Regions from separate parts of the Mustela erminea genome. Here region 2 is linked to region 1. Evidence: chromatin contacts called from public Hi-C data. All regions are on one chromosome and are shown on one strand. The core of a region is the stretch at or near the end of the contact, and the rest is flanking DNA. Distances in the headings are between cores, read along the strand shown. Region 1 holds the start of LOC116597205 (carbonyl reductase [NADPH] 3). Region 2 holds the start of MORC3 (MORC family CW-type zinc finger protein 3).

Region 1 (7,734 bases), core at 2,238-4,737:
AGATGAAGATGAGGGACTCTTATTTAAAAACAATCAAGAATTTCGAGACAGCAACAGCAGAAGGGTACATGCCTTGAGGCCAGCACATGGCTCGGTATCTTCTTCTCTATGTCTGTTCTCATCTCTGATGAGGTCAGAAACCATCCAGAATCTTGACTTCCCAGTCCCTTGACCTCCATCACACCGAGATTTCCCTCCCCACTTCACAGAATTCACATCCACATCGCCTCTGCGACTTCCATCTCCAAGCGCCCCTCACTGACGCCTCAGGACCTGGCTTCCTCCAAAGGTGTCCTGCCTTCAGAGTCCTCCCCTTCCATCAACCCTAATATTTTTCCTTCATTATAAATCTCCAACTTCCTCAATTGCCTTCCTCCATCCTTTGAGACCATAGTCCTACACTACCACCCTTCCCTTGCAAACACCCTGTGTGCCTGCCAAAGCACCAGCTCTCAACTTCACCATCATTCCCAGCCTATACTAGCAGCTAGACACGCTGGGGCGGGGGGGGGGGGGGGGCTGCGGGGTGGAGGGGGGACGTGGGAGAATTGCGGGAAGCTGATCATGCTGTCTCGGTGTTAATGACCACGGATCACAAATGGGGCCCAGCGCCACTAGTTAGTGCCGCCTAGTTCCCTAACACATTCACCTTCAACACTCCACAAGATGGCTATTACATTCTCAAATCTCCCAGACTGAAACCTCTTGCTGATGACTTCCAATGGCCGATTCAAAGAAAAAATAATGCCTTCAAGAATGACCCCACATGGGGCGCCTGGGTCACTCAGGTCATGATCCCAGGGTCCTGGGATCGAGCCCCGCATCGGGTTCTCCACTCAGCGGGGAGCCGGCTTCCTCTTCTCTCTCTCTGCCTGCCTCTCTGCCTACTTGTGATCTCAGTCTATCAAATAAATAAATAAAAATCTAAAAAAAAAAAAAAAAAAGAATGACCACACACTGCTTTCCTCTTGTTACAAGAAGTGCCTGCTTCCAGTGACAAGCCCCCACCTAAGCCCTAGATTCCAAAGGCATCTGCCTCCCATATATTTGTTCTTGAATTACTCCCTTTCTCTCCAACACCAATTGTTTTTTTAAAGATTTTATTTATTTATTTATTTATTTGACAGATCAGAAGAAGGCAGAGAGGCAGGCAGAGAGAGACAGAGTGGGGGAAGCAGGCTCCCTGCTGAGCAGAGAGACCTATGCGGGGCTTGATCCCAGGACCCTGGGATCATGACCTGAGCGGAAGGCAGAGGCTTTAACCCACTGAGCCACCCAGGCGCCCCTCCAACACCAATTTTTACCTCCCCTTGAGATTATTACCTTTGCACAAAAACATGCTTTAATATCTCTCTCCCAGCTTTTAAAACTCTTTAAGGATTCAGGTCTTACAACAGTATGTTCTCTGATTACAATGGAATCAAGTTAGAAATCAATAACAGCAAGATATCTGGAAAATCTCCAAATACTTGAAAACTTTTAAAAATACACTTCCTGGGCTCCTGTCTGGCTCAGCCAGTAGAGCGTGCTACTTTTTTTTTTTTTTTAAAGACTTATTTATTTGGGAGAGAGAGGTAGTATGTGCACATGAGCAGAAGAAGGGCTAAGGGGCAGGGGGCAGAGGGAGCAGCAGACTCCCCACTGAGCAGGGAGCCAGGCCTGTGGCTCTCCATCCCAGGACCCTAAGATCAAGACCTGAGCTGAAGACAGATGCTTAACCCACTGAGCCACCCAGGTGCCCCAAGCATACAACTTTTGATCTCAGGGATTGTGAGTTTGAGCCCCATGTTGGGTGTGGAAATTACTTAAAAATAAAATATTTTTTAAAAATGATTTTAAAAATAACTTTTAAATACAAGCCAGAGAAGATATCAATAAGCAAATTAGGAAGTATTTTAAACTGATTAAAATTGAAAAGTCAACATATGAATATTTATGTGATGCTACCAACAGCAGTACTTAAAGGGAAATTAATAGGACCCTGGGTGGTTCAGCTGGTTAAGCATCTGATTTTTTTTTTTTTGGCTCAGGTCATGATCTCAGGATCACGAGCTCGAGCCCCACATTGGGCTCCCACCTCAACATGGAGTTTGCTTGAGATTCTCTCTTTCCCCCACCCTTTCAAAAAAAGATAAATATAAATAAAGGGAAATTAATAGCCCTTAACACCTACAGAAAAGAAGAAAGATCTCAAATTAATGACCTTAGAATCCATGGTGAAAAACTAAAAAAGTAAACAAAACCCAAGGTGAGCAAAAGAAAGGAAATAAAGGTTAGAATAAAATTATAACTGGAAAAAAATAGAGAAAAAATATCAGTAAAACCAAAAGATGTTTCCCTGAGAAGGGGAAAAAACCCATAAAATCAATAAACCTTTCCCCAGGCAGAGCAGGAGAAAAAATATGAAAGACACAAATGACCAATATCAGGAATAAGGGAGATGACGTCACTACCAATATTAAAAGGACTAGTCAGAGCACATCATGAACAACTTCATGTCAAAACAATCAACTTCAATGAAATAAACAAATTTTTTGAAAACCACGAATTAAGCTCACTCAAAAAGAAGTAGAAACCCAGAATAGCCCTACCTCCTTAAAATAAAGTTCCACATAATTTTTAGAGGGGGGAAAAACCTGCAGGTTGAGCCACAGTAGGGGACCACCCAGGAGAAGCCCACTTCTTGACCGCCCTTGTTGGTTTGGGGAAGGTTGGAGTCACAGTGACAGAGGCAAGCAGCTTAGCCAGCTCTGCTTGAGAAAAGCTGAGTCATAATGAAGTCCCAGCTCTCCATAAATTTAAGCGTCACTAATCAAACACCTTCAGATTAGGCTAAAGAAGGGGGGGGCCCTAATTGCCTATGCAGACCTCGACACACCTGGAGATTCATTTTCATTTGAACTTTGTGGATGCACAGGTTTCACTGGGAGGAAAAAATATATCGATATCCCTCCTCCTTGGACAACTTAAAACTCAGACACTTGGCACCCACAGGAGTTATGTAAGGTTTAAGTAAAAACATTCCAATAAGAGGCTTGGCACACAGCAAGAGCTTCATTAACACTCCCTCCCACTTGGGGGCGCGTTGGGAATCACACCCAAAGATGAACCCTACCCCCACCCGTGAATCCACTCATTGGACCTTTTTTCTCTCATTCTTTCTTGAGTTTAAGCAAAAAGAGGGCACCATGACCATAGAAGCAGTTACCGTGTCTAAATAATTTCACCGCATTTGAGGAAACGGCAAACATTTTCATTTTGCAGTGGATGGTAGGCGCACGCCCAAGAAAATTACTCAGCCCTTGTTTTTCTCCTTTAGGGGTTTTCCTAAAATAGTTTTTTCGATCCAAATGCAATGCATCTCCAGCACCCATCGACTCATCACCACCCGCTTCGGTTTTGGGAAAAACTACCACCGCTCCCGCCCCGCAGACCACCGCTCGACTCAGGGGCGGGATCCAGAGCGCGCAGCTCCAGGGAAGGGGCGGGCCCGGGAGGGGGCCGTTACGAAACCTTCGGGAACAGACCGCCACTCCTCGCAGGGGAGGGACCAAGGGCTGGGGCCTCGTTCTCTAGAAGTCGCAGCACTGGATCCCAGAACTCAGGGCTCTGTGGCTTCTCTGTGTCCGCGTCTCTGCAGCGCGCTCCCCGGTGGCCCACAGCCCGGTCCGCTCTCCAAGTGCCTCCCCCGGCCATGTCGTCCTGCAGCCGCGTGGCGCTGGTGACCGGGGCCAACAAGGGCATCGGCTTCGCGATCGCGCGTGACCTGTGCCGGCAGTTCTCAGGGGACGTGGTGCTCACGGCGCGGGACGAGGCGCGGGGCCGCGCGGCGGTGCAGCAGCTCCAGGCCGAGGGCCTCAGTCCCCGCTTCCACCTGCTGGACATCGACGACCTGCAGAGCATCCGCGCCCTGCGCGACTTCCTGCGCAAGGAGTACGGGGGCCTCAACGTGTTGGTCAACAACGCGGGCATCGCATTCAAGCGTAAGTCGGCGGTGGGTCCCTGGGCGCGCCACGGGTTCGGGGCAGAGAGCCACAGGCAACCCCCACTCGCCTACTCGAATGACCGCGGAGCGCAGCGCGGGCTTCTCCGTAAGCTCTCGGCAGTGGCCTCGCGCGGTTGGTTCGCTTTCCACGGAGTCGCCGGAGCCGTTCGCTTTCGCGCAGGGCGGGCGGGGCGCAGCCCAGGGCCCTCCGCGAGCGGTCTGCTGTTGAAGTGTGCCAGAAAACCGGCCTCCTGGGAGGGGGCCACGCCCTGCTAAACTCATCAGCTTTCTGTCTAATGCAAAAAAAAAGAAAAAAATTTCTTTGCGAGGGGTCTCCGAGCTCACTTCGGGCTTTCGCTTTCCTTGAAAGGGTGAATTCATAGATGCCCGGAGGCATCTGCTCGGGACAGGAAATGATCGCGGAGACACGATGGGCGCGCACTTAGCACGTTAGTGGACTTGAGATTTTGTTTAATGGAGAGCTTTGATAGGCTCAGGCAGAAAGGAAGCGAGCCTTGTTCCCTCCCCCGGGCATTTAGGGTTGTCATCAAACATACATTCTAAGTGGGGTTTTAAGTAGCATCTTTGGAGGGGGGGGAAAGTCAAGGAGGTTACTTTCTCTGTTGCTCCAAGGAGAAAATTAGTTGAGCTGCCTTGTGCTGGGGTAGAAATAGGCCAACCTCATTTACCAACCTAGTGGGGAAGAGACACCCAAGAGACAAAACACAACTAGTGCGAGGCCTCGACTGATTCCCGCCCCGGTCTTGACCCCTCACCGAGGCTGTGCATCCGCACCTCCAGGTCAGCCTGCGGGCTGTCTGCGAGCGCCGGCGGGAAGGGGCAGACCCCTGCTGCAGCAGACCTCGGCGGCCGGTGGAGGGGTTGGTAGCTGGGTGCTCCGCTTCCTGGAACGCACGTCGGCTGGAAGCCCCCGCCCCCTCCACCAGGTGGGCCGTGCACGAGCGGCACCTGCGCTAAGGCCTCCTGCCACACCTGCTGAATCACAGTTTGCGTTTGAACAGAATCCCGAGGTGCGTCCCATACCCGGTCAGGATTGAGCAGCGGCCGGGGAAAGCCGGGAATTCCCAAAGTGGGGCTAGACCAAATAGCTGCCACGTCACCTGGAAACGCGTTCGAAATGCACATTCTGGAGCCCCACCCCAGATCTTCTCCATCCCCAACTCCGGGGGGTGGAGCCCAGAACACTGTGTTTTAACCCGCCCTGCAGGTGCTTCAGAGACCTGCCTGAAGTTTTGGGAACTACCGACCTAGGGGTTTAAAAATCCTTTTAAAGTTAGCTTGTTTTTCCTGTAGTTAGAGATAAGATGCGCCTGTCGTGTACCTTTCAGGAGGTAATGCGTGACTTTGTTTCCTTCTTTTTTTGGAAGCCGACGATCCAACACCCTTCTACATTCAAGCTGACATAACGCTGAAGACAAACTTTTTTGCCACAAGAAATGTCTGCATCGAATTACTGCCGATAATAAAACCTCATGGTAAGTCCAACCACGTGGATTGTCAAGTTGTATCCCTTGACAAGAAGTGGGCACTGGGGCTGTCCTTCAGGAGTGACCTAGGGATGCCATTTCTCTGTGTGGGGGACACAGAAAACTGCACTGTTTTCTCCTAAGCGTTCACCTGCACATTTCAGCTTTAAAAGGTGGCTCAGTGTAGCCTCTGCCATCTACTGGGGTTGTGATCCCAGGGTCTTGGGATCAAGCCCAACGTAGGGCTCTCTGCTGTTAGGGAGCCAGCTTCCCTCTCTCTCTCTGCCTGCCTCTCTGCCTGTTTGTGATCTCTGTCTGTCAAATAAATAAGTAAATCTTTTAAAAAAATAAAAATAAAAAATAAACGGCATATGTATATGGCAAAGCTCTTCGGGGCCAAGTCACAAACTCAACCCTAGAATAATCGGGAAGTCCCCAAGGGCCTCTTGGCCTCTGAGCAGCCTCAGAGGGTCCTTCTTAGCTCCCCAGGGTTGTGGGGCCACACTAGCTTCTTTGGGGGTCTGAGGGAAGGCTCTTTCTTTTCTTTTTTTTTTTTTTTTTAAGCATTTTTGTGACTTTCCCCATGTTTCTTTCTTCACTTCCTCAAGCTGATGCAGAACCTCCCATAGAAGTTTATTACAGAGTATCTTAGCCACACGCCCAAGTATTCAGTCAATAACCTTTACGACTTTTTCATTACTTTTTCCACAAATACTGGAGGGCCTACCCTAACCCAGGGTGCTGGGTACACAGTGGGAAGCACCGTGGACAGGGAGGATCCTGACCACAGAGCACTGAGTCTAGTAGAGCAGACTATAGTTGAGGAGGGGTGGCGGGGGCAGAGAAGGCTTCCGTGAGGACTCCCTTCCTCCAGAAAGGCAACTGGGACTCTTAGGAAGAAGAACTCTGTGGTTCTTATTAGAAATGTCCTTTTGGGGGCACCTGGGTGGCTCAGTGGGTTAAAGCCTCTGCCTTCGGCTCGGGTCATGATCCCAGGGTCCTGGGATCTAGCCCAGGCTCTCTGCTCAGCAGGGAGCCTGCTTCCCCCCCCCTCCCTGCCTCTCTGCCTACTTGTGATTTCTCTCTCTGTCAAATAAATAAATTAATTAATTAAAAAAAAAAAGAAATGTCCTTTTGTTGGACAATTATCATATATCTCACTAACAGGTGGAATTTAAGAATCAAGGCAGAGGATCCTAGGGAAAGAGAGGAAAAAATGAAACAGGACGAAACCAGAGAGGGAGACAAGCCAGAAGCGACTCTTAATCATAGGAAACGAACTGAGGGTTGCTGGAGGGGAGCGGGGGTAGAGGAGTGAGGTAACTGGGTGATGGACATTGGGGGGGGTATGTGTCCTAATGAGCGCTGGGTATTGTATAAGACTGATGAATCACAGATCTGTACGCCTGAAACAAATAATACATTTAAAAAGCTTCCAAATCTCAGACAACCAGTCAGACTAGAAGGAGCAGTGTCTAGAATTGCTTTGCTTCTCCTGTTATGCATGCATTTTTAATTAAAATAACTGCTTAATAAAAATGTGCTTTTCTCAGTTTTAACATTTTGAAGAAAGATGATCTCTCGTGCAAATATCTTAAAAAATCTAAAAAGAGGGGTGCCTGGGTGGCTCAGTGGGTTAAGCCTCTGCCTTCGGCTCAGGTCATGATCCCAGGGTCCTGGGATCGAGCTCCACATCAGGCTCTCTGCTCAGCAAGGAGCCTGCTTCCCCCTCTCTCTCTGCCTGCCTCTCTGCCTACTTGTGATCTCTCTCTCTCTCTCTCTCTGGTCAATAGATAAATAAAATCTTAAAAAAAAAATCTAAAAAGATGCATGGTGAGAGTTGCATCGGAACTCCTGCCCCTACTTGCCCAGTTCCCATCCCCGACCTCTACAGGCAATTCCCTTTATCCTTTCCTAGTGGGTTGAGCTCCCACTCAACAGGCAGAGTAGCAGGTACTGGCTGAAGAAAGCCTTGGGTCCGGGTGCATGGAGATGGTGAGTGCCCAGGGCCAAGAGGATGGAGGTTTGTTTTGTTCTTTTTTTTTTTTTTTTTTTTTTTTAAGTAGACTCTCTGGAGCCCATCTTGGGGCTTGAACTCATCATCCTGAGATAAAGACCTGAGCTGAGATCAAGACTTGGACACTTAACTGACGGAGCCACCCAAGCATGCCCGCACGGTGGAATTTTTTTAATGCAAATCTAAATGCATATTTTTTTGCTCTTTTTTACACAAAGAGAACATTAAGTATAAAGTTTGCTGCT
Region 2 (7,734 bases), core at 2,547-5,046, 140 kb after region 1:
ATGAATAAATCCTTTTGAAAAAATCAACTCAAGTCAGCTTTGACTTTTTTAAAATAAAGATTTCCATGCAAGCTTCGGTTTGTCTGATACAATCACCAGAGGGGTGTAGTGGGGCATTTAGTTTCCTATAAAATCCCCTTTTATACCAACCTGGTGTAAGCTTAGCCTATACATGTTTGCCTCAAATTTCTTTCCATATGAGTAAGCCCTGAGGACATAGAATTCCACAGTGTGTTCAGTTGTGTGAAAAAAAGGGGGAGGGGGCAAAGAGTTGATGTTTAGGTAGTACTTGCTTGTACATGAATATATTGTTTATGCCTTTTGTTGCTCTAACAAACTATCACAAACTTAGTGGCTTAAAACAAAAGAAATTGCTTCTCTTCCAGTTCTGGAGGCCAGATGTTTGAAGTAAGTTTCACTGGGCTGAAGTTATCTCCTCTGTAGACTCTGGGGTCTCTAGAATGGAGTTTCCTGATCTTTTCTGGCTTCTAGAACTGCATTCTTTGGCTCAAGGCCTTTTCTATATTTCCAGAACCAACAGCATAACATCTTCAAGTCTCTCTCTGATGCAGAGGTCAAATAATCTGTGATCCCATCTCCCTCTGCCTTTGTTTCATAAAGACAGTTGGGATTGCATCTGGGGCCCATCCACAAAATCCAGGCTTGATCCCGTCTCAAAATGAAAGTAATTTACTGAATAGCTAATAAGAAGCCGGATGTAGCCCTAGACTGACATTGCACTATACTATTAAAATTCTATTTTGATTTTCACAAAGCGTAATAGAGACTCATCAAATCAATTTCACAACTCACAAATGGGCCACAATTTAACAAACACAGCCTTGAGATCGTTAAGTTTTCTATTTTGTTCACCACTGCGCCCTTAGAGCCCTGATATTGACAGACATGAAGAAAGCTCTCAATAAAGAATTGATGAGAGGGCGCCTGGGTGGCTCGGTGGGTTAAGCCGCTGCCTTCGGCTCGGGTCATGATCTCGGGGTCCAGGGATCGAATCCCGCATCGGGCTCTCTGCTCAGGGGGGAGCCTGCTTCCTCCTCTCTCTCTCTCTCTGCCTGCCTCTCTGCCTACTTATGATCTCTGTCTGTCAAATAAATAAATAAATAAATAAATCTTAAAAAAAAAAAAAAAGAATTGATGACAAAGCTTCTTACCTAACAATCTCAACGCTGGAGGAAACCAAGAAATTATCCAGTCCAGGGCATTACGATTGGTATTAACCAGCACTTTGACTTAGGTGATTTCACATTATGTCATTGGCCCAATGGTGAGTCACAAAAGTGACAACAAAACATTTTTTTAAAAAGTTTTATTTATTTCCTTGAGAGAGAGAGCAAGAGCAATAGTGAGAGAGAAAAAGAAGCAGACTCCCCGCTGAGCAAAGAGCCTGATGTGGGGCTTGATCCTAGGACCATGAGGTTATGACCTGAGCTGAAGGCAGATGCATAACCTACTGAGCCACCCAGGCGCCCCTAAACATTTTCTCATTCATGTAGCTCTTCCTCGAATTACGATGGAGTTACCTTCCAATAGACCCATCATAAGCTGAAAGTATTTTAAGTTGAAAATGTATTTAGGGCGCCTGGGTGATTCAGTGGGTTGGGCCTCTACCTTTGGCTTAGGTCATGAACTCAGAGTCCTGGGATCAGTCCTGCATTGGGCTCTCTGCTCAGCAAGGAGCCTGCTTCCCCCTCTCTCTCTGCCTGCCTCTATGCTTACTTGTGATCTCTCTCTGTGTGTCAAATGGATGGATAAAATCTTAAAAAAAAAAAAGAAAAAAAATGCATTTAATACAACATACTGAACATCATAGCTTAGCGTAGCATCACCTTAAATGTGCTCAGAACACTTATGTTAGCTCACAGTCCAACAAAATTATCTAATGCAAAGCCTGTATTTTGTGTAATTTATTAAATACTGTCTGAAAGTGAAAACCAGATTGGGTGCGACGGTTCTAAGTGTATATAGGTTGTTCATTCTGATAGCATGGCTGATTGGGATCTACAGCTTACTGCTACCCAGGAACACGAGAGAGGATCATACCGGATATTGCTAGCCCAGTACTAATTTTAAAAATAAAATAAAAACCGCCAGTTATTTTACTAGCAAAAATGGGCTTACTCAAGAATAAAAGAGAACTGTAATCGGAGACAAACAAGTTGCAGCAAAATCCAGAGTCAGGTCAAGGGAATAAAGGGGAGGTAACCTTTCTTAAGGAGAGAAGACGTAGGTTGAGAAGACGGTTTTAAACTAAAAAGTCCACTGCGGTAAATTGGGAATTCAAAGTGTAGTGGCTTCTTGGCTGAGGTGTTTCAGGGTTGTAAGAGACAAGGTAAGTGCTTTTTCTTTCCCCCAGAGATATTAAAGTAGTACCAAGGTCAAGTCCAGGTAATGTCAAGTCCGTCTCTTCCTGTTGGGTCTGCAATTGGTGAAACTGGTAGGGCAGGAGAGGTCACCCTGTGCAAACTCCCAACTCCACTTTAGTGAGATTTCTGTTTATTAATTTTCACACCAGCAAAAGAGCGAAATCCAAAATTCTAAGTACAGTTATTTTTTAAAAAAAGATTTTATTTATTTATTTAAAAGAGAGAGTGCAGATGGAGAGAGAGAGAGAGAGAGCACACGAGCTTGGGTCGGGTAACGGAGGGAGGAGGAGAAGCAGGCTCCCCACGGAACACGGAGCCCAGCGCTGGGCTTCATCCCAGAACCCCGAGATAATGACCTGAGCGAAAAGCAGACTCTTCACTGACTGAGCCACCCAGGGGCCCCCCAATTACAGTTTCTACTGAATGCGTAGCATTTCCGCACCATGGTAAGGTTGACAAATGCTAAGTAGAACTGTAGCAAGTGGCGAGACAATCTGTACTGGAAATAATATTTAGTATATAGTAAGCCTGAACTAATAATGCATACCACATTGTTCATATGTTCTGGTGAAGAGATTCCGGGTAAACTTCGTGTTTTGTATTTCCGTATTATCGGAATTTTTACAAAGAAAATGAATTACAGTAAAAAAAAAGCAACAGGTGGGGAGTGGGTGGGAAAAATGGGTTAACTCGGTTTTGGGTTTTTTTTTTTTCTTTAGTTAAAAACATTCAATGAATGAAAAACAAGTGTTGGAGACCCGACATGTGCTTATACCTCCCCAAAATCAGGACAAAGAGATAAAAGGAAAAACTAAAAGCGAAAAACCTAAATGGTTTAAAGAACCCTGTCCACCCTTTGTTTACCTACAGCGTGTTAGAGCCCTAGCCTCCCTCGTTTCTAGATCCTACTCCCGCAGCCCAAGCCCCGGCGCAAAGTCGACAGCGCGTCAGTGTGCACGAGCGAAAGGCTCTCTTCACCAGGCCGAGGGCTGGGAACCTCCAGGGCAAACCCCAAGCGCACCACGTCTCCGTCTCGTTAACACGGCTTCAAATCACACGGACCCAGGCGGGGCCCGGACGGCTTCTTTCAGCGCAGTGCACGTGCAGCCGCGTCAGGCGCCTCGAGCTCGCCTCGCCCGGCCCCAGCGCACAAGGTCACCTACCCCTCTGGGCCCCAGCGGTCGGCGTGACAGACCCCAAACTCCGGACCCTCAACTTCCCAGGCCCAGTTAGGCCGTCCGCGTCCCTTTCGCGCCCGCCACTCTCACGCATGCGCCCTTTCCCTAGCGGGGCCCAGCGCTTCGAGCCCAGTTCCCCACGGCTTCAACCAACCTGGCGGTTCACTTGCCCCACACTCTTACAACTGCGCCTGAGGCGGAAGTGGGCGGGCGGGGCAGCCGCGCGCCCCGCCCCGGAAGTGGGCGGGCCTCAGCGGGCTCCACAGTCGTCCCGGCCGCCTCCCAGTCGGGTTGCGGCCGAGGCCGGTCCTGGCTTTGTAGCTCGCTCAAGATGGCGGCGCAGCCACCCAGCGGGATCCGCCTCAGCGCGGTGAGCAGCCGCGAGGGGTGGAGCGGGCCGTGTCCCAGGAGGGCGGGCAGGCGGGCAAGCGAGGGGGGGCCGGCAGTGGGCGGTGGCGACTCGTCGGCGCGGCGGCTGGGGCCGCGGCGGGGCCGGGGGAGGGGGCGGCCATCTCGCTCCCGTCGGCGGAGCGACTCGGCGGCGGACAGGGCCGGGCGGTGCGGGCCCGGCTGCGTTCCGTTTCCTCGGCGCTGGGTTTCTGTTTTGCCCCCCGCGGCTTTGGGGCGGGCCGGGGCCGCGGCCCCTCCTCCCGGCTCTCTCCTGGCAGCCTAGCAGCTGTCGTTCGAGGGCGAGGCCTCAGTGGCCGCACCACCCGTCTCTCGGACCGCGGGGGCCCCTGACCCTTCCCAGCCCGCGGGCCGGCGGGGCGCCCCGGGGCGGGAGGGGGAGGGAACGGGAGCGGCAGTCCGCGACCAGAAATGCCAGGCGGCCTTGACCTCTAGGCGATGGGACGGGGTGAAGCGAGCCGGGACGGGTCTTCCTGATTCGTTCACATTCCTGCCGCTTCCTTCCAGTTAAGCCTTCGGGCCCAGATCACCAAGTCACTGGGTTCTCCCGTTTTCTCTGGCCTCTCCGTCGTGTCTGTTTCGGGGCGTTCTTGGAAACCCTCCAGCGTTTCTTGTATCTGTGAGTCCTGAGTCGTAGGGAGCGGTCACACACAAGAATGAAATTTCACCTCCTAAAATGTGGGCGTGGCTTTCCTGATGATCCTCCGAAAGTTGGTGTTGTGCAGAAGTGTACCTCCTCTTTTGAGGTTGGTGACTCTTGCCAGAGAATGGCTACCGTAGTCTCGTTAAATTTAACGATCGAGTGGTAATACTATTGCTTTAAAATTGGTGCATTGCCCTCTGACTTCTTCGTTTAATCATTCTTACCCACACCTGGTATCCTTGGACTTGAACAGTTTTTCGGTATGATGAATGTAAAGTGTGTTTGGGTTTATTTTGCATTTCCTTAAAAGTTATTCACATTTAGCTTATTAAAAAAAACACCTATTGTATCCTTTGCCCATTTTTGTATTTTCTCTTAAAGAGATTTTTATTGATCGTTAAGTGTTCTTTACCTATACTGAATAAAGGTCCTTTGGTTACATAACTGGCCTGTTGAATGAGATAATATTTAGTAGTTTGAATATAGAGAGCAACTTTATTCTTTCTTAGCACTGGGTTTAAGTATTGTTTGCCTGTCTTCGACGCTTGGGTGAATCTGGGCATATGTAAGTAAGGCTTTCCAGTTAGCCTCAGGTATTGTAAAGTCTGTCCTCATGTGATTTAAAATATCTTATTCAGTTTAATGCCCAGACCTTCCCCCTCTCAGATTGGGCCACGTTCTGTACCAGAATCCTGTCGTGGGGAAAAGGAGTGAAGTGGTTTTGTCCTCTTTCTGCAAGAGGATTTTCTTCTCATTTCCCTGGCTTCTCCAGTGTTGCTGTCTTAAGTTCTCAAGACTGAGGTGATAAAGGGAGCAAACGCAAGAGTCAAAACAGTGTTAAGAGACCGGTATTGTTAGCTGGCTTTCTGGGTGAAGCAGCTGTCCATGTGCTAAATATTCCTTTTGTGGGTAATATGGGCTGTTTGGAACCTCACTGACGGAATCTCCCATCTGCAGCTTCTGGACTGTATCTCCACCCATCTTTTTGCTTTAGGGCAGGAATTGGCAAACTACGGCTTATGGGCCAAATCCAGCCTGCCACCTGTTTTTGTATGGCCCATAAACTAAGAAGGTTTTTTTGTTTTTTTTTTTAAGATTTTATTTATTTGACAGAGATCACAAGTAGGCAGAGAGGTAGGCAGAGAGAGAGAGAGGAGGCTCCCCATGGAGCAGAGAGCCTGATGTGGGGCCCCGATCCCAGAACCCTGGGATCATGACCTGGGCTGAAGGCAGCGGCTTTCACCCACTGAACCACCCAAGCATCCCAAGTGTGATTCTTAAACATGACTCTTAAGCAGTTGGAAAAAATCAAAAGAGTATTTTGCAACATAGGAAAATTATGTGACATACACATTTCAGTTTCCATAAATTTCATTTGACTACAGCTATGCTCACTGTTTGGGTGTAGCTGTCAGATGCTTTCATTAGGAGTCTAGGAATTAATGAGTCTATGCATTTGTCAAAAGTCATAGATCCTAAGACATAAGGGGTGAACCATAATCATGTATGCATATTTTAATTTAGGAGGGCAGGAGATCCAAGGACAGAATGCAGAATGACAGAAACATTTAAATTTTTGCTTTTTGCTTTCCTATCTCTAAGTTAAAATGCTGCTACCGTTTTGTTGTTTTCTGGTAGTTCTGCTGTGGATTTAACTGACCTGTGCGTACTCTTTTCACATCCTCCCATCCTTCCAATGCATTTATCTTTTTTGTGGAATTGCTGTATGATTTATCACTCTTATCATTATTCACAAGTGAGCCAACCAGAACTATGATTGCATTTTCTTTGTTGTACAGCGTTTTGTCTTTCTGAGGTTAATAATTGTATTTTGTTTGCTTAGATTTGCTCTTTTATCCAAACTTTCACAGAACTGGAAAATCTTTTCCAGATGTGCTCAAGCACACCCAATGTTTTGTCAGTTCTGTTGGCTTACTTGTGTTTTGGGGACTTCCCTTTATCATCTTTCTGGAAATTTCCTTCCCCTTTCGTTGTGCCTCCATCCCACATATTCCTCTTTTGGAGCTTACTCCCTTGGCAGGTGCAGTAGACAAGTGACAGAGCATGGGCTCTGGAGCCCACCTGCCTGGGTTCAAATCCTGACTGACGAATGGATAAGTAACCTTGGCAAATTATTTACTTTCTTTGTGCCTGAGTTTCTAATCTGAAGGATGGGCGGGCACCTCAAAGGGTGGTTTTAAACATTAAAGGAGCAAATACATATAACAGGTTTGTGCATGCAGTAAGTGCCCAGGAAATATTTGCTGTTTTTGTTCCTGGTAGTGGTGGAGCGCATCCATCCTTCCAAAAACAGGTATAGCTTCTGAGAGCAGAGTACATGGGAAGAAAAAAATTTTGTGTCATTTCTTGGAGATATATTGTTTCTTGCCCTTTATATATCATTTAGCTGGATTTGTCATTCTAAATTAAGAATGATATATCTTAGAAATTTAAAAGTATGCTTTATTGTAGTAGAGTCCTATGTATTGTATTGGACACTTAGGCTGGAAATTCAAGTTCTTAATAATCTGGAAAATTTTCTCATTTATTTGACATATTTCTTCCCTCTGTTTCTCAGTTTTCTTTTGTCTCCTGTTTTCCTACTTGTTTCTTTTCTGTGAGATTTCCTCCATTTGTTCTCCTTTCTCTTATTATTTATTTAACCATTATTATTAATAACCATCATTATTAATATTAACCATATTATTAATAATTATATTAATAAATAACAATAATATCTTTTTTAAAAGATCTATTTATTTATTTGAGAGAGAGCGAGCGTGTGCACACAGCAGGGAGAAGGGGGAGAGGGAGAGAGAGAGTCTGAAACAGACTCAGAAATTAGGACTTGACTGGAATCCAAGAGTCAGACACTTAACCATCTGCACCAGCCGGGTGCCCCCTGAATGTCTTTTTAAAATCTTCCTTGGACAGGGGTGTCTGGCTGACCGAGTCAATGGAGTGTGTGACTATTGATCTCAGGATCGTGAGTTAAAGCCCCACACTGGGTATGGAGCCTACTTATTATATATATATATATACATACACACACACACACTCTCTCTCTCTCTCTCTCGATCAAGCAGTCATCTCCCCTAGACAAAATATTTGTTATCACTGA

The links. A called contact is a pair of places that touch in the nucleus more often than the background predicts.
Region 2: a Hi-C map of fibroblasts shows a contact between it and region 1, with 7 times the contacts expected there. The contact joins the promoter of MORC3 here to the promoter of LOC116597205 in region 1. A contact is called at or near these places in 2 of 3 Hi-C or Micro-C datasets (fibroblasts and skeletal muscle).

What each region holds. Positions count from the first base shown.
Region 1 is chr1:211,553,072-211,560,805 of mMusErm1.Pri, forward strand. LOC116597205 (carbonyl reductase [NADPH] 3) reads left to right here and starts at 3,488. Exons shown (of 3, transcript XM_032354595.1): 1 at 3,488-3,983; 2 at 5,374-5,481. The coding sequence starts at 3,695.
Region 2 is chr1:211,689,371-211,697,104 of mMusErm1.Pri, forward strand. It overlaps MORC3 (MORC family CW-type zinc finger protein 3), which reads left to right and starts at 3,797. Exons shown (of 17, transcript XM_032354678.1): 1 at 3,797-3,932. The coding sequence starts at 3,894.